2 separate regions of the Sus scrofa genome follow, and region 1 is linked to region 2. The links are chromatin contacts, called in public HiChIP or PLAC-seq maps. All regions are on one chromosome and are shown on one strand. The core of a region is the stretch at or near the end of the contact, and the rest is flanking DNA. Distances in the headings are between cores, read along the strand shown. Region 1 overlaps LOC110261421 (a long non-coding RNA gene). Region 2 has its middle 200 kb from the start of USP24.

What was found. HiChIP or PLAC-seq counts read pairs in DNA pulled down with a chosen protein or histone mark.
Region 1: a contact with region 2 is called in an H3K27ac HiChIP or PLAC-seq map of skeletal muscle. The contact joins two enhancer-like sites. A contact is called at or near these places in 3 of 47 Hi-C or Micro-C datasets (psoas muscle and skeletal muscle) and 1 of 2 datasets of contacts at active chromatin or transcription factors (skeletal muscle).

Annotation. Positions count from the first base shown.
Region 1 is chr6:157,092,472-157,095,630 of Sscrofa11.1, reverse strand. The region is part of intron 2 of LOC110261421 (a long non-coding RNA gene); the gene reads left to right. Among named protein-coding and RNA genes, the nearest start is that of USP24, 130 kb to the left of the region's middle. Within about 2 kb of position 1,625, at least 3 of the 83 cell types and tissues checked have an H3K27ac peak or open chromatin away from gene starts, as enhancers often do. A contact at or near this core is called in skeletal muscle, where this site is marked.
Region 2 is chr6:157,016,641-157,019,497 of Sscrofa11.1, reverse strand. No RefSeq gene overlaps it. Among named protein-coding and RNA genes, the nearest start is that of USP24, 200 kb to the left of the region's middle. Within about 2 kb of position 1,452, at least 25 of the 83 cell types and tissues checked have an H3K27ac peak or open chromatin away from gene starts, as enhancers often do. A contact at or near this core is called in skeletal muscle, where this site is marked.

The DNA of each region.
Region 1 (3,159 bases), core at 376-2,875, 76 kb before region 2:
TCCCCCTATCCTGACCTCCCTTTGGCAGCCTCATCTCAAGGCCTGGCAGAACCCCCAGAACGGATCTTTCTCCTGGCCCCCAGCAAGGCTCTTCGCTGACTTCCAAACATGTGTGACTAGTTTGGCCATCTGAGCCCGAGGCCCCTCAGCAAGGGGGTGGGGGCCTTGCTGGGGTGGGTCTTCCTCCACCTTGCACACTTGTCATGGCTTCCAGCTGAGTCACGTACCTGGTCCTCCTGCAGGACCCCTTCCCCAGGGCTCTTCCAACACTGCGAGGAGGTGGGTGAGGGTCCATCCTTATTTGAGACCGAATGCTGTGCCTGTTTTCCAGGTTGGGAGGGGCTGGTGCTTTGCCTAGGGCCTCCCGCCCACAGCCACTTGTGAGTTATGTAACCTTGGACAGCTATTCTGTTTGCCTTGAACCTCAGCTTCTTCGTCTGTATAATGGGGATAGTTATTGTTGTTTCATACCAGTCAGTTACCACACACTTATTGAGGGCATTATTCTGCATGCCATGCGCTGGAGACATGAAGATGAACTACAACTAGTCCCTGCCTCAAAGTTGGTGATACTTCTGGATGAGAAAGAACATGAAAGTAAGTGCCAAGCCCCAGGCCGGGCATCCAGAAAGAACATGAAAGTAAGTGCCAAGCCCCGGGCTGGGCATCCAGAACACGGAAATAACTGAGACTTGAAGTTCAGACATGCATGGCTTGAATTCCAGTTCTGATAGAAGTTGCTGTGTGGCCTTGGACAAGACATGGTTTCTGGTCCGCAGCTCCCTCACCTGTATGATGGGGAGGTTTGACTAGATTATCTTTTTTTTTTTTTCCCTCTGACATTCTATGATTGTATAAAATTATCAAGCTGGAAATGAAAAAGAGAAAATCATTGATATTTGGTCACTTGATGTCGTGTGTCAGCACCCAGTAGGTGCTGTGGCACCCATAATTCTCTCTTGGAAATTCTACACTGAAGACATTTTGGGAAGTCCTTTGCACTCTTGAGAAGAAAGCCTTTAGTGGCCTAGCACTTAGTGGCTGAGTGACTTCAAACAAATCACTCAGTGTCTCTGAACCTCCATTGCCTGTCATAAAATTGTGGACTTTTCTTCGTTGTAAGAATTAGAGATGGCCTGGGTGAAGTGCTGGGCACGGTAGACCCTCACCGTGTAGTCCTCCGGTCCAGCAGACTGGGTCCCTGACCCAGTGGTCTCTGCAGGGCCTCTCCAGATCCTCTGTGTTTGTTGAATAAATGAGTAGGTTTCACGGTTATGCTTTGTGACTTAGGCCCCATATGAGCATGTTTTCCTCTTTTGTAGGTGGCGTATAACAGGGAAATGGAAAGAACTTTAGACTCAGATGCAGGCCTGAGATATGGGTTATGTAGGGTGGATCCCACACATGAATTCTAAGTCCTTGGGCAAGTTGTGGTCCATCTTAGAACCTCAGCACCCCAGTTACCTCTGATGCAAATTGTCCTGCCTGTCTTGTTGGGTTCCAAGGTGCTCCAGAGAATCTGCGGCTGTGGAACGACTCTTGTAAACTCTGAAATGCTATCCCATGTAGGGTTGCTGTTGCCAGCAGTGGTTTGCAGAGGGCCATGAAGCTGCTGACATCTACCATTTGGCATTGGCTTGGAGGAAGGTCAGATGGTCCAGGGCTCAGGCGTGCAAACTGCTGGGATTTCACAGGCTGGAAACATCATCAGGAGATGCAAGTTGACCTCTCTTTGTCCCCAGGGGCACAATGTGCTTGGCTCACTGTCTTTATGGATGTTGGTGAAGCATTTATGCAGCACAAACAAGGCTTCCAGAGCATCCTAAAGCAATGCTAACTTTTGTACAGGGCTTCACAGTTTGCATATCATCTTTATAGCTATGTCATTTGGATTTCACAAAGGAAGGATTGATTAATACACCCATTTTACAGATGGGGAAACAGGCCCAGAGGCCCATTTGTTGAGCTTTTATCATGTGCCAGACATTGTACTAGGTGTTCTGTTTGTTTCCTTTTTTTTTTTTTTTTTGTCTTTTTATGGCTGCACCTGTGGCATATGGACGTTCCCAAGCTAGGGGTCGAATTGGAGCTCCAGCTGCCAGCCTACACCATAGCCACAGCAATGCTAGATCCGAGCCTCTTCTGTGACCTACACCACAGCTCATGGCAGTACTGAATTCTTAACCCACTGAGTGAGGCCAGGGATCAATCCTGCATCCTCATGGTTGCTATTCGGATTTCATACTGCTGAGCCACGACAGGAACTCCTTCCTCTTTAATCTTTATGAAGGATTTGAAGATGTAGAAACTGAGGCTTAGGAATGTCAGGTAATTTGTTCAAGGTCACACTGTGTATAAGATAGGGTAAGAGTTAAGATGCTCTAACAGAGACCTCAAAATACCATCGCTAAAACCAGATCCAAGTGGGCTGCTCTCTCATGTAACAGTTTAGAGGCACGTGCGTGGAGCGGCCACACATAACTCTGCCCTGTGAGCTACCTGTGTTCCTTCTCGTTTTGTCATTAGATACTCTGTTCGCCTTGAACCTCGGTTTCTTCATCTGTATAATGGGACCACACATAACTCTGCCCTGTGAGCTACCTGTGTTCCTTTTCGTTTTGTCATTAGAGTGTTGTCTTGTCCACTTGGTTGAAGCTGCTTGGCCACCACCACGTATGTGTTCCAGTCCATGGGAAAGTGAGAAAGTGAAGGGTGGGAAGTTTCCATTTACAATGTCTTGGCGAGAATATAGCCACACCAGGCTACAAAGGAGCCTGGGAAATGTAGCCACAAGCCAGGTGGCCATTTGCCCATCCCAAACTCAGAGAGGGGAGGTGTTCTGCCAATGCCTATCTGGCCATCTCTGCTAATACACAGTGAGTGGTGGAGCTGGGTTTTGAACATAGGTCTTTCTGCTCTTTCCATCCCTCCACACGTGTTGGGGAAGAGGGCAGATTGCTTCCCTGACTTCCGCTTCTCTCTAGTATCCCAACATCCTGGTCCATATTGTCACCTGTTACTATTAGTATAAATAAAGTATAACCAGGCATTTACTGTGTGCCAAACACAAAGTGCCTTTCATGCACTGCTTCAGTTAGTCTTCAATGAGAGTGAAAGTCTTTGTGTAGGGATCTCTAAAGGTCCAGCTGATCTGAAATG
Region 2 (2,857 bases), core at 203-2,702:
TTTAGGGGGTGGAGCCAGGGCTTGAACTAGGTTTTTTTTTTTTTGTTTGTTTGTTTTTTTGACATAAAGTCTCTTTTTTTGACATCAAGTCTTTTTCTATTAGAACTCCATTGTTGAAGGCACAAGCCCTTTCAACTCACAGCCTTGGGTTGGCTCAGTGCTGAGTCTGAACTCCTTTGATTCTTAGAGTCAATTGGCTGCCACAGAACTGATTTGAAGAGAAAATCCATTTTCCCTGAGGTTGAGGCAACAAGCTTTTCTTCCTGTTTTAGTCAATGAAATCAGGGAGAAAGCCCACAAGAGAGCCGAGGCAGCACCTGCTGACCTTTTTCTAAACAGAAGCCTCTGTTATCCATTTTCCTGGCCTCCACGCCTGACCCAAATCCTGCAGACAAAGTCTTCTCCTTTAGAAACATTGGTATCTTCAGCTGGGTTACGAGCCAGGCCTCCAGGTCTGGAAGCCTTTTCTCCCTCCTTCTCCACGTCTATGTGATGCTCCATGAAAGATGAACATTTTACTTGCACATGATGACTTTTTTTTAGGGCCGTACCTGCGGCATATGGAAGTTCCCAGGCGAGGGGTCGAATCAGAGCTGGAGCTGCCAGCCTATGCCACAGTGTCTGTGACCCACACTGCAGCTCCCAGCAATGCTGGATCCTTAACCCACTGAGCAAAGCCAGGGATCAAACCCACATCCTCATGGATACTAGTCAAGTTCGTTTCTGCTGCGCCACAACAGAAACTCTGATGTGACCTTCTTGTTTTTAGTTTTCCAGTTCTTCAAAGGGGGCAGTATTGGGCAGATTCACTTAGTCTCCAAGACCTGCCTTCACCTTACAGGGTTGTAGTGATAGTGATATAAAGCTTATTACTCTGTAGCCTCCACAGTGACAGGGTAACACTGGCCTTGTCCCCATACGGATCTCCACTTTTTGGCCTGGTGCCTGCATGTAGCAGGTACACAGCAGATCTTTGATGAGTTGTGGTTTGAATGAATGAACCTAGCACACTGGGCATGGCTGGGAGAGCGTGGGCACTCAGCAGCCCCTAGCCACGATGCCCTGTTAGCTTGCCCTCCCCGGTCCTTAGTCTGCATCTCTGTGTGACCAAGGGCTTGCATGCGTTGGCCTCAAGGGTCTCCTCCAGCTCTGACATCTGCGCCTAAATACTCTGTGTCTAAATACTCCTGCAGTGAGCTGGGGCTTGGGGAGGAAAGACGATCTTCCCAGCATGTGACCAGAATCATTTGATGTGTTCTCCATGTGAGACGAGGAGCACGTGTACCCTCCCAGGGCTCCCTCCGCCCCTGCCAGGACCCCATCGGGGCCTCTCGCGCATGGCAGTCCACAACATCTGTCAGAAGCACTCCATGCCAGGATGACTCTTGTCTCAAGTATGTCCTTGGAAAGCTCTGGCAATAGGGAGCCTGCCGGGAGTTTATGTAACTGGTTGAGCGGCCAGAAGAATGTTCGCAAAGGGCTCTGTGACCACTCAGGGTGAATCAACTGCAGGCTGCACGGCAGCGTGCAAACTCCGGGGGACAGAGCATCTGGGTGACAGGGCAGGAAGTTCTATCTCTACGTTTTATATTTATCTTTTATTTCTCTATCTATCTATCTATCTATCTATCTATCTATCTATCTATCTATCTATCTATCCTTTATTCCCCCTAAATGGAAGGGTTTGAGGTAGCTGACCCAAACATATAGAGTATGAGAAATAAAAGAATGAAAAATAAATGAGGAAGTCAGAAGAAGGAAAAACAAGGTTTTCTGGGGGTCCTCTGTTTGTCCCTCCCGATCCACTCTCCACCCTTCTCCGTCCTGCTCTGTGCTCTGGGGCACTGACCTGTGTAGCCTACATCTAGAGCCTCTGTGGCTGTGGCCATGGGTGTGGCCCTGGGCATGACCAACAGGAGATGAGAGGAGAGGGGGTGCTGTCATGAATTTGCATTGGGGTCCTTCTGTGGAGGACATGGATCCTTTCAAGGTGACCTTCTCAACCAGAATCTCTGTTTCTAGACAGGGGAACTGTTCTTTCCCTTGGGACGAGAAACTGGCCTGTGGTCCCTGTGTACCTCCCCTACCTCCAGCCCTCACCTCTGTAAGTAGCCCTCCTGTAAATAAAGCCTGCTTGAATTACACTAATTTCAGAGCACCATATGTTTCCTGTTAGTCTGGACTCCAACTGATACCTAAGGATAGGAAGAAAATGAGAGGCCGGCAGAAATAATACTCATAAACGAAGTAGAAATGGTAGTTCCTGTACATGTGCTCCCTCCAGAAGGCCCATGTGTGCACATGAGATGTATCTGATCCCAAGCTTCCCAGTGACCAAAGCAACAGGACCAGAGGAAGAGACCTATCTCCTCTTCCCGCTAAAGCCTAAATAAAACTCACCATCCCTGCCATGGTGATGCAGTTGTGTGTTGTGGCTTGAGTTTTGTTCCCTCCAGAGATGTGTTCAAGTCCTGTCCCCTCGTGCTTGTGAATGGGACCTTACTTGGAAAAGGGTCTTTGCAGAGGTAATCATCTTAAAATGAGGGCTCATCCTAATCCAATGACTGGGGTCCTTATAAGAAGAGGGAACCGTGGACCCAGGGAACATCAAGTGAAGATGGAGGCAGAGGTGGGGGTGGTGTGCAACCACCAGAAACTAGGCAGGGGACTGGGACAGATTCTCCCTGTTCTCCCCAAGAAACAACCCTGTTGACAGGGTTGGCTGTTTGTTTTTAGATTTCTACCCTCTGGAATTGTCAGAGAAGAAGCTGCTGTTGTTTTTAGCCAACATGTTTGCGGTTCATTCACTATGGCAGCCCTAAGGAAACTCATGCATCTTGATTTGGCAGCAAGGCTC